Linked DNA regions of Mus musculus: region 2 is linked to region 1. A link is a contact called in public Hi-C data. All regions are on one chromosome and are shown on one strand. Each heading gives the region's core, a stretch centred on a gene start, on an enhancer-like site or on the middle of the called end of the contact. The rest is flanking DNA. Distances are from core to core; before and after follow the strand shown.

Evidence for each region. Hi-C and Micro-C count contacts between places; a contact is called where the count stands out from the background.
Region 2: a contact with region 1 is called in a Hi-C map of the N1E-115 cell line, with 2.8 times the contacts expected there. The contact joins the promoter of Rnf217 here to the enhancer-like site in region 1. A contact is called at or near these places in 4 of 39 promoter capture datasets (the 3T3-L1 cell line, 3T3-L1-derived adipocytes and liver), 1 of 15 datasets of contacts at CTCF or cohesin (the NIH/3T3 cell line), 24 of 484 Hi-C or Micro-C datasets (the 3T3-L1 cell line, the C3H10T1/2 cell line, LSK cells and 15 more), 7 of 115 datasets of contacts at active chromatin or transcription factors (bone marrow-derived dendritic cells, bone marrow-derived macrophages, embryonic fibroblasts and 3 more) and 2 of 9 other capture datasets (adipose tissue and pancreatic islet).

What each region holds. Positions count from the first base shown.
Region 1 is chr10:31,549,363-31,555,240 of GRCm38.p6, forward strand. The region is part of intron 1 of Rnf217 (ring finger protein 217); the gene reads right to left. Among named protein-coding and RNA genes, the nearest start is that of Rnf217, 57 kb to the right of the region's middle. Within about 2 kb of position 3,634, at least 30 of the 459 cell types and tissues checked have an H3K27ac peak or open chromatin away from gene starts, as enhancers often do. A contact at or near this core is called in the C3H10T1/2 cell line, the MNK3 cell line, the N1E-115 cell line and 2 more, where this site is marked.
Region 2 is chr10:31,607,095-31,612,972 of GRCm38.p6, forward strand. It overlaps Rnf217 (ring finger protein 217), which reads right to left and starts at 2,631. Exons shown (of 6, transcript NM_001146349.1): 1 at 1,290-2,631. The coding sequence starts at 2,090.

The DNA.
Region 1 (5,878 bases), core at 2,384-4,883:
GTTGAAATTAAAAAAGAGGCTAATACAGCTTTGTATGGGGTTTGTTAAGTAATGATCAGTTGTCCCTGATAATAAAGGAGAGTAGGTGAAAAAATGAGCCTGTTACAGAATAAACAGTATGTGATTCTGGCCTATTTTAACAAGGGTGAGGAGGCATGCAAAATGGCCTCACTCAGTGGTAAAGAAGATAAACATGATCAGGCCTAAGTACCAGAGCAGACTCATTCAGGCTGTAAGGCCAGCCTTGTTAGAATAACCCACACTCATGGCTTTCTATGGTCTTGATGATGCTGGTGATCATTGAAAAGGGGAATTTCTGTGGCTTTCTCTGACTACCCGTTTGTCACAGTCCATCTTCCTATACGTGTTACTAAACAGCTTAGAAGAAAAGGTAGTAGTAGGACGGTTTAGAGGTTACGTGCCCCTGCAAGAGTCTCAGACATCAAAAGGTTACTCCCACACTATACCTTCATCAATGGATTTATTGATTGCTTCATTAAAACTCTCAATAGAAAATTGGTGGGAAATGAAACGAAAAGGCAGGATATGCTTGAACGATGTGTCCTGGAAAGGTAGACCTAGTCCTTGGCCCCTTTCTGCCAATTCTCTTTGCTTTCTGGAAACTCCAGACAACAGCTTCTCAGGTTCACACATCCTATAACCAGAAAGATCAGATCCAGCCAACAACAGGCTGAATCCTGATACTATAAGCCAAAATGGATCCCTCTGGATGTTCTCCTATGTTCTCTTTGTCTTAGTGACCAAAAGCTAAGTAACACAAACATTTGCTACTGACGTTTATTAATGCATTAGTTATTGAACTTTCACTAGCTAAAACACTAAAGGACTTCTGCTAAAGGTAATAGAAATATATATATATATTTATCTGATTGTTAAATAATATCATTATTTCATATGAGAGATCTGAAATATCTATTTTTTATTCCTAAACAAAAAGCTGTAATTTGGGTATCACTGGATAGAAGTATCGGGGAAAATGGACTGCATTATTGGGTCAAGAGTGTGATTACTGTAAGACTCTTAAGACACACTGTCAACAGACTTGCAAATGATGTATTTACTTACTTTGTAGCTATGGCCACTGTACCTCTCCTTTCTCTCATAAGAACACATCGGGGGCTTGGAGCACATGGGGTAATATCTGATAATAGCTTTGGTCAGTGGACGGACTTATTTACTGAAGGATGTAATAACTTATTTTCTTAGCTGCTTTGATCATATAGGGAAAATGAGATGACATGTATTTGCATAACTAAGTAATGGTTTTATAAAAGAGATTTGGAAAATGGAAAAGTAGAAACACCAGGCCTTGGTTTACCATCTAAATACTACCATTTAAAATTAGTTCTTTTATTTTCTGGATAATTCTCTCTATTTCCCTCCCCTCCACCCAATGTACGCACGCGAGCGCGCACACACATACACACACACACACACACACACACACACACACACACACACACTATCATATTCAGTCTATATGTAACTCACTTTAGTATCTTACCTGCCCACACTATACAGTGTCAGCCTTTTTTATGTTATCACTTTTGGTATCCAAGAAGCAGAGAACATATTGACTACTCTGCAATCCATCAGCAAGCAGCCACAGTCTACCTCCATGTTGACACTGCACCCAGTTAATGCATGTCACTTCAGTGGGATGAATACCTCAGTGCAAAAGGCCTCTGTATTAGAAGTTATTTCCTTAGGCTAGATTTCCAGAACTGTAATTACTAGGTCAAAGGGAATGATTATTCTAAAATTTTCAAAAACATACTGTTAAAATGATTCTCAAGGGCTGTATTAATACTACCTAATATCAACCATTTTACTACCCTTTTATCCATAGTAGACTATCGCCTAAAAAAAAAAGCATACAAACACATACACACACTCACTCACATATATACCTCAATATTTTGTCATGCAAAATAGCAGTGTTATTATATCAATGTATGCATATGTTACTAACTGTAAGTCTTAACATATGTCAGTCCATTTCACTTTTCCTGTGAGATCCTTAGCCATGTACTGGTCTAAAAGTCTGATCCTGCTCCCACACTTTACAGTATTTATGGCAATTATCTAATATTCTATGTGAAGCATGAATAGTTTCCAGCAAGCACAGCCAAAGGAGAGCCTTTACCCAGAATTCAGCCTTGAGCAGATGTTTACTTGGCAGCCTAGCTGTACTAATTAGTATCAGAAAACAGGGCAATTAAAAAAATCGACAACCAGATCTCAGGTCTGTAAATCATGGTTCTGTAAAGGGCCCAACCATCTGGATGACTCAGCCCAGTCCTCCATTTTGAGAAAAAGAAGCATGACAGTAGAGAAAGCCAAGGGACCTCAGATCACCAGGCACTCACAGCATAATGTCCCAGAGTGTGCCCTCTTAAGCCACAGCCGTTTCTCTATCTCGGAGAAGCTGATTTAACAGTCTCAAGACTTCTTTGTGTGGATTACCGATTTCTCATAGGGACAAGATGCAGTTTTTGTTTAATCTTAATTTCCTACATAACACCAGAACCTGTCCTGCATACAAGAAGCAGGACGTAGTATTTACTTATTGACATAAATTGAAACAGAATAATCAAAATCTTGGCAGACATATGTCCCCAGGCCAAAGACAGGAGATAAACATCTCTGTCTAAAGTCCTGTTGTAGGGCACAGGACGTTCGCTCCAGCCCGTTGCACTAGAGAAGCCACATAAACGAGGGGGAGCAGGTAGAAACCTCAGGACCCACAAAACCTCTGGCCACAAAGCTGGTCTTCCATATAGCAAGCCGAGACTTTGATCTCATGAGCAAAACTGGCAATGTATGATTTTCATGGACATAATTTTAGCACTGGCTTGGTTTTTTCCTGTTTTTCAATTTCTCAAGAAACAGATGCTTACAGGTGATTTTTTTTTTTTAAAGGGAAAGTACTTTTCAAAGGATCTACACTAACATGGCAACTAAGGAAACATTTTGTTTTGAGGTCTCAAAGTGATGTGACTGAATATTTCCAAAACATTTCAGTGCTAATGCACATTCAGGGAAGTACAATGCTGCCTTCTGTATCTTCCTTGTTTGCAAATTCAAATATGCCAAATTCCTTTGCTGACAAAGCATTATTAATGTATCATTTTTAAAAAGAAAAATGTATACCCTAGGCTATAATCTATCCACTAATTTATTTCTAGTTTTCTATTTTGAAACATTTGGCTTCTCTCTTACACACATATTTTTCATTGTGCTTAATCATGGTAAAATGTTTAATCACAATGTAGCCATGTGATGAGGACACAGCCCACCTTAAGTATTTTTACCTTATATAAATGCCATATTCACATGTCCTCCATTTTCCCCTCTCATGCACTTCACAGTTGCTTTTTAAAAACAAGTCAATATTGATTAAGGAGCACAGAGTCTATTCAACTGTCCTAGTGGTTCCGCTGCTTCAGCCCTTCATCTTAAGAAAATACTGTCATTAAATGTGAGAGAGAAACTTGGGTCGGTTATTTTGAAGAATGTCTCATAATGTCCATGTGGTGATTACTTCATCCTGAGAAAACCAGGTGAGCATTTTTCTGATGTGGTGTCTTGCCAAACCTCGGGCCAGGAGGCATACAGCTCAGCCCTCACTGCTGCTGATAGCAAGTGTACTCATTTAGCTAGAGCACTCCATCACAGCACAGTCTCTTCCTTCTCTGATTAACATGTAATATATAAGTTGGTGCTTGGACACAGAACCATATTTGGTTCCCCCAAGAATGTTTTACACAGTGGCTTTCCCATCTGTTGATCTGTCCCTGAATCAGACACTGATAGGCATTGCAAAATGTAGTATTTTCTAGTTGTATTATTCCTTCTACTTCTATTAGCTGTAATTCTGAGCCAGAGCACTTTGCATGCTGTGTGTGTGTGTGTGTGTGTGTGTGAGTGTATGTGTGTGAACACGTGAGCATGTGTGTACATTTATGAGAGTATGCATGTATGTGGGTGGGGGGTATGTGTGTATGTATCCTCAGTATTTCCTCTTTAAATCATCATGTAACAATCCATTACCGTCTTTCCAACTGGCCTAAGCTTGGCCAGAAGAGACCCAGTGAGTCAGCATCTTTTGGCAGGTTTGAATTAGTCTTGAATAATTCCTTGTCATGGAGCTAAATCAGCAGATTCTTCAGAGCACTGCATCTTGAATGAGGGGTAATTCTATTTGAAACCCAGGATCTGGGCTTTAGCGGTGCTCCGGTTTCTACTAAAGCATCACTACTTTAAGGCTGCATCACCTATCATCATCTCCTTCCTTATTAAACTCTGATTACAAGTTAATGCCTCTGGTTATATCCCCACTCTGCTTGTAGGTCTTATCTCCAGTGAGAAAAACTAATGCAAACAGTTCGTGTTCTCTCTCTCTCTCTCTCTCTCTCTCTCTCTCTCTCTCTCTCTCTCTCTCTCTCTCTTTCTCCCCCCACCCCCTTCCCCGAGGTATATTTCTTTGAGTAAGTGTCATAGCAAGGTGTATGTAACTTTTCTGAGTAAATTCTTTAGCATGATTATTCAGTCAGCCTGATAAACAGGTAAGTGCCTTTGTTCATTTCTTATTGTATTTATAGGTTTGCTTTGTAACATTTTCTTTTTTATTTAACTTTATTTTTGGTAAGTAAAACAATATGATTCAAGAATCAAAACTATGTGAAAAATACACAGACTGCTTTCACTTAGGCTCTCCAAAGGTTTATACCTCAAGATGGCAGCCATAGACCAGCCCTTCCACTCCATGCCTTCCCGTCTCTATCCAGTTTACCATTTTAAACACCTTTCTTTTGACATAAATAAACAAGTTTTGGCATTATTTCACTGTCTTGCCCCAATGTGTACTTAATCTTCTTGAGTTAATTTCTTATCAAATTTCTTTATCAAAACTTAACAGGCACAAGGCAGACCTCTGGTTTCAAAACGACAGAGAAGCAGCACACAGGGCTATTCCATGTTTCCAAGCCCTGCAGTGAAGACCAGCAATGGAACTAAGAAGTATTCAGAGACAGATTTTTGGCAAGCAAATCATCATGTACTGAATTTAAAAGCCACACTCATATAAAGCATTGCATTTCCAGATATATGTCACAGCATAAACAGACCCCTCCCCCCCACTAACTAAATGGGCTTTTAATTAAGAAAGGAACTTGCAGGCATTATGTACATCTCTAACTGTGCCACACATGTGAAAAAAGAACAGTCATCATAGCAGGACATATCAGAACCATGAAAATGCATCTTAGAAGTGAATATAAGGTATTTAGTGATGTCATTAGATGTAAGCCAAAAGATTCCTTGATTATAGTGACTACACAAGCCAATAACCTTCTGAAACAAACTTAAGCTGGGTAGTTCTACAAAACAATGCTAATTAGCCTTACAAGTATACATTTTATTCATGGTGTGAACTTTAACTGGAAAGCCATTAAATATTCAGAATCAGTTCATCTCTTTCTTGCATACATAGACACTTACACATACACATACACATTCACACGCACACATACACACACTGAAATACAGGAAATTGAAGCTAGAATTCTATACATGCTAGGCAAATGCTGCACACACATTTGGTACTCTTTCTGCTATTTTGAGGCATGGTCTAATTAAGTTACCCAGGCCATCCTTGAATGGGTTTTGAACTTGGGACCTTCTAGTCCTAGCTTTTGAGTAGCTATAACACCAAGCCATAGTCACTTCTTACTTTAAAGATAATAAATTATAGTCAATGTGTGGTCCAGATATAATTTGAATTCTGGCTAGACAAAAAATATAATGGATTTGAAAGTCAAATGCAGTTATGGCAAAATATTAAAATAAAATTCAA
Region 2 (5,878 bases), core at 1,381-3,880, 57 kb after region 1:
ACCATAAGGCTGTGCACACAGCATTATCCATACAAGGGTAATGTCATAGAAACAACCCCAAACAAGCAGCAGACATTCCTGTTTAAATCTCCACCGGTGGATACATCCCAAAACAGACACCATGGTCTCTCAGGGGCATGTGGCTAGTCTCAGCTGCTTGGGCCGAGCTCTTGTTAGTGTAATGTTCCACTCCATGTAAGTTTGCCTTTGCACTTCCAATTGGGCACACTCCACCCTTTCAGACCAGACTCCAGCAATGCAGCTACCCACAAAATACACAGGAACCACACTGTTCAGAGCCCGGTTCAAATGCCTTCAGCCGATACAGACAAACAAATCAGTGTCCAGTCTACGGAGACAAACAGGCAGGAAGGGAACAATTTCAGTGCAGGGACGATTAGAAGACACATTTTAAAAATATCTGAGCAGTGGCCTGGAAGCTGAGGTAAAGCAGCGTCTGGCACAGAAACGCTGGCACCTGAACAGACAAGGTTTTGAAAGATGAATAGGCCTAGGACAATCAGACATGGGATCAAAGGGCATTAAGGATTGTGCAAAATGCTGTCAGAAACACCACAGACTGAAAACCATGAAGGAGGGTTTCTCAAGCTTTCCAAGAAAAAAAAAACCAACAAGCCCGTCAGAAGAGGGTGGAGGGAGGGAAGGAAGTTCTGCGTTCCCCTGTTTGGTTAAACCTTTGGTCTCTCTGCTTTGTTTTGCTCTTTCTGTTCTGTTTCTCTCTTGAAGAGATAAAAGTATTGTGCTGGCTTAAAATTTCAGTGGAAAAAAAGTATTTTAACTTCGGTGTGGAAGGGTAGGCAAGAGTTTTTTGCTCTTTCTTCTTTACATTTCGCTGGCTATATACAAAGGCAACGAATTTAAAAGGCAGGTTATCACAGCCCTGACATACTAATTCCAAACCTTCTCCTCACCAGGTCCACAAATATTTATTTTATGCTCACTGTCTGTTAGTTTCTGGGATGCCAGGCCTGTGAGGCAGTCTTTCTACTTTCCTGGGAACAAGCTCTTGCATGCAATCCACAGACAAAATAATCAGAGGGCAATCCACCTCATTCCTCTAGCAGCTGCCAACCAAAACCTGAATCTCAGAGCAGAGTTAACCAGCCAATAAACCAGTGTGAGTAAAATACATTCAATAACAACTAGAACGCCAGCAATTGCTGGAGACCCTGGATAAGGGGACCGGTCACCTCTGTCCTTGCTAGGAAGTTTAATGCCTTGCCATGGCGATCAGGGCTGAGGGTGGGCAGAGAGTAGTGGAGAGTTACCTGAGAGCTCAGGTAGATTTTGAGGCACTCCTCGCACACCGCCTTCTTGCAGCAGGGCAGGGGCTTGATGGGTTTGTCTTCCAGGCACACCCGGCACATCAGCACCATGAGGGGCGCATAGGGGTCCCCTACTCCCCCCAGGCCAGAGTAGGGTGGAGCCCCTAATAGGCCAGGCACGGAGAAGGGCTCCGGAGCCAGGTAGAACTCCAGCTCGATGCTGCCGCCGTCGGGGGAAAGGGGGTCAGCCGGGAGCGACAGCGGGGAGCTGGGGAAGGAGGGCGGCGGGCTGGCGGGAATCGGCCCCAGCGGTGCTTGAGGTGGGGACTCCGACGGCGACGGGGACTCGGCGGAGGGGGCCTCGGGCAAGTCGCTCTCCACGCAGTACACGGAGCAGAGGACTTGCGGCTTGGCGGGGGGCGGGTGTCGCTGGGCCAGCACGTCCAGGAGCAGCCCGTCGGGGGGCTGCTGGCCGGGGGGCGCCTCCCGTGGCCCCGCTCCCTCCGCCTCGCGCTCCAGCTGCAGTTCCAGACTCTGGGGGTCCAGGGGCCCGCTGAGTGGCAGTCGCGCGGGCTGCCCTGCCGGGGCCCGGTTGCTCGCAGGCTCCTGGACACTCGCGTCCACGCAGCCCGGGTCTCTGCCGCCGCCGCCGCCGTTCGGCCGTGAAGAGGAGGCTGCAGCGCGCGGCCCGGCTGTCCGGACGCGGTCCCCTCGCGGCCTGGGGGACTCGGGCTGGCCCGCCGAGCCTCCGCCAGAGGCCCGCGCCCCGCCGCTGCCGCTCACCGTGCTCTGCTCCTCGCCCATCGCCGCCCGCGGCCTGCGCCGCCGCCGCCCATCCAGCCGCCCGGACCCCCAGCCGGCGCCGGGCAGCGCGGGCAAGCGGCTCCGCTCCACTCGCGGCGGCCCTTCTGCTTCCGGATCCCTCCTCCGGGGCCGGGACGCCCCAAGCGCCCTCCGGGGAGCCCGGGCTCCCGGGCCGCAGCGTGCGGGCAGCCGGCTCCTCCTCCTCCACCTCGTAGTCGTCGTCTTCCTCCTCGTCCGGCGCGGCCGGGCACCGCCTCGAGGACTCCGAGGGCCTCAGGCTGAGGGGGCCCGGCCCGCATGCACGTCGCGGCGCTGCCGCGGACCCGCGAGTCCCGGGTGGGGCGGAAGAGTTCCCGGGAGGCGGGAGGAGACGGTCAGCCCCGCGCCATCCCTGCCTCCGCGGCGGGGCGCGCAGCCGGCGATCCCGAGGGTCGCCGGGCCTGTGGCGTCACCGAGAGGTGGCCGAGTCCGCAAGCAGTGGCTGGTGTCCCTGGAGGAGAAGCGGGAGACCTCCCTCTCCTCGTGCAGCACCTAGGGCCCTGCTCCCTCCCCTCACCCCACCCCTTTGGCACACACCTCCCCACACGTACACACATACGCGCGCGGGCGCCCACGCACACAGTCGCACGCACACAGGAGTGAGGGTGATCTAAGCTGAGCTGTGCTCTCACCCCTAAGAATTCCCACTCGGCCCCAGCCAAATGCTTAAGCGCTTGCAGGCGCCCCTTAGTGCTCTGCTTTAAGTAGAACTTCCGACAAAAACTGCTGGACCCTGGGCTCTGGACGGAGAACACACTGGGATGTCACGCTCGAGAAGTAGAGGCGATGGTGTGCATTCTACCTGGTGCGATAGGAAGGATCTTCGAAAACCATAAATAACCCAAAAGCACTTGTCGTCTGCTCCTCCAACTATAATATTTACAAGCACTAAGGAATAACTAATCTGACATTTACTGCTTTTCCTCTGCTCAGTGTTCTCTCGCGAATTATTTTTGTGGGCTCTTGGGGTTTTGTTTGTTTGTTTGTTTGGTTTTTGTTTTGTTTCTGAACCCCTTTAAGTGGGTAGCCTGGCCTGATTAATCAGCTGGATCATCATTAGGAATCAGGGAAACTTATTAACATAACCATATTCATACCCAAAACTGTTTCCAAGGCAACAATTATATCTCAGCCAGAACTTAATTATGTGTTGATCTATCTTTATTTTACAGGAAGTATTAGTCACCCAAACACTGGTGTGATTTAGTTTTCTAAAGCCAATGAAAACATTTTTGGGAAGCCAACCATTTTTATTTTTTTAAAATAGGGAGGGAATTCAATTTACACATTCATGTCAAAGGAAAAATCTGTTAAATGTGTAGATTATTTTTTAACCTTGAAGTTGTTATTGATTTGTTCTAAAATATTTTCCAAGGCAAATGCAAAGGCTACAAGGGAACTAAGAATTCAGTATTGACCAAGCAGAGACCCAAAGGTCATGGGTTTCAATCAGGTGCGGTTGAAGCTCAGGTACACCAGAGCATGGTGACTTGCCGCCAGATGCCCTGGCACTCAGTAGTCTGACCCAAGAATGAAGAATAACTATTTTTTGATGATTAAATGGTACTCAGGCAGCCTGGAGAGATAGCTCACTCACTCAATCCTCAGTATCCACCTCAGAAACACAACCCGCTGGAAAGCCCAGACAGGTAAGTGGACGGATGTTGCTGGGACTCCAGAAGACTCCATCTCCCTGTTCAAGGATTGCCCTTTCTTTCCTTACCAGGACTTCTTCCTGCTACATGCTGCTAGCATTTCTGAGCAACATGTCATCTTCCTCTAGGTAAATCCTCTCGTGCCTGACTCCTGGGCCTGGCACCTCTAGCATGAGGTCTGGGACTCACAGGTCCCCAACAGCACAGAGGAATCATAACGCAATCCTATAATGGTGGGTCTTTGCTCAGTCTATCCCAGGTTCATGGAGCACCACTGATAAGTGTGCTGATGGGATTTCTTTCTTTCTTTCTTTCTTTCTTTCTTTCTTTCTTTCTTTCTTTCTTTCTTTCCTTTCTTCCTTTCTTTCTTTCTTTAAAAAAAAAAGAGTGAAAATATAGTTACTAGCTGGGTAGTGGTGGCACACACCTTTAATCCCAGCACTTGGGAAGCAAAGGTCAGGTGGACCTCTGAGTTCAAGGCCACTTTTGGTCTGTAGAGTAAGTTCTAAGTCAACCAGAGCTACATGTAGAAAACCTCTGTCTTAAAAACAAACAAACAAACAAAACAACAATGGCAAAAAGAAAAAGAAACAGGAAATATAGCATATATATATATATATATACATATATATATACATATATATATATATGTGTGTGTGTGTGTGTGTGTGTGTGTGTGTGTGTATAACAAAATTTTCACAGACATACTATAGACGTTAATATTGTCTCTGCTCAGACCATCAGCTGACAAACTGTATATGGCTGTTTCTGCAACAAAAGTGTCTTTAGTGTCCTGCCTATATCACTTTCAACTCTCAGCATGTCCTAACCTGAACTGAACAACTCCCATAATCCTCCACCTTTAATATCTGAACTCAAATTCAGAATTCAATGTCAGATCCAGAACCTTAGGATTCTCTTAATGACTTTGTAGTACTAGTCATTTCTATTATCACCTTTTTTTAACCTGCCCTTTGAATATGGCTTACTTGGGGCTTCCTTGAAAATTTTTAGCCAGATATTAGACTATTTAAAAACAAAATTAGCTAATTAGAAAAAAAATATGTGATAATTTAGACTCTAAATCACTTTAATTGTGCATATAAAAGCTATAGTGAAATTCTCCTGTCATGGAGAAAAATGCGTAATGTTAAATATCATTAAACAATTATACGGAAAGTACTAGAAGTAGGCAGATCTCTGTGAGTTCAAAGACAGTCTGGTTTACAGAGCAAATTACAGGAAAACTGGGGCTCTTATACAGAGAAACCCCGCCTTGAAAAACAAAAAACAAAACAAACAAACAAAAGAAACAAACAACAACAAAAACCCTGCTATGGGGGCTGAGGAGATGACTCAGCAGTTAAAAGCACTGAATGTTCTTCCAGAGGCCCCAGGTTCAGTTCCCAGCACCCACATGGCAGTTCACAATTGTCTGTAGCTCCAGTTCCAGAGGCTCAAACATCCTCACACAGATATACACAGATATACAGGCAAACACCGATGCACATGAAATAAAAATAAATTTTAAACAACTTTAAACACTAGATTTGTGTGTTCACAGGACAGTCCTCTAACTATTTAAAAGGGCACAAAGAAACCAATTATTTAACTAAACTGTGAAGTGACTAAAGAAGCCTTTCTGGACTTCTGCTCAGCTACACAGTGGACTCTGGGTCTCACCTAGTTTTCCCGCTCTTCATCTGAGGAGAAAGAGAACTTGATTCATGAAGAAAAGGGAAACTGAGTGCTTAACAGAGATGCAAAAAGCTTTGTCTTCGTTTCCACCTCAACCCATTAAGAAAACTCCAAAGAGGAAAAATTAATGAAAAAGTTAGCAAGAACACCAAACACTGTCTTTTCTTCAAAACAAGATAATACAATATATGCCCAAATATTTTGAAAACAGAAGAAATCAAAAAGAGGGAGAAAGAGGAGAAGAAAGAAAGAAGGGAGAAAGACAGAGAGGGTAGAGAAAGGATGTAGTGGGAGAAGCTGGTCACCAGTTATAACTCCAAACAACCACTAAAATACCTTTACACATTGGGATGCCTTGTTCTTTTATTTGTATCTGTGTTTGTAAAATATATTGGG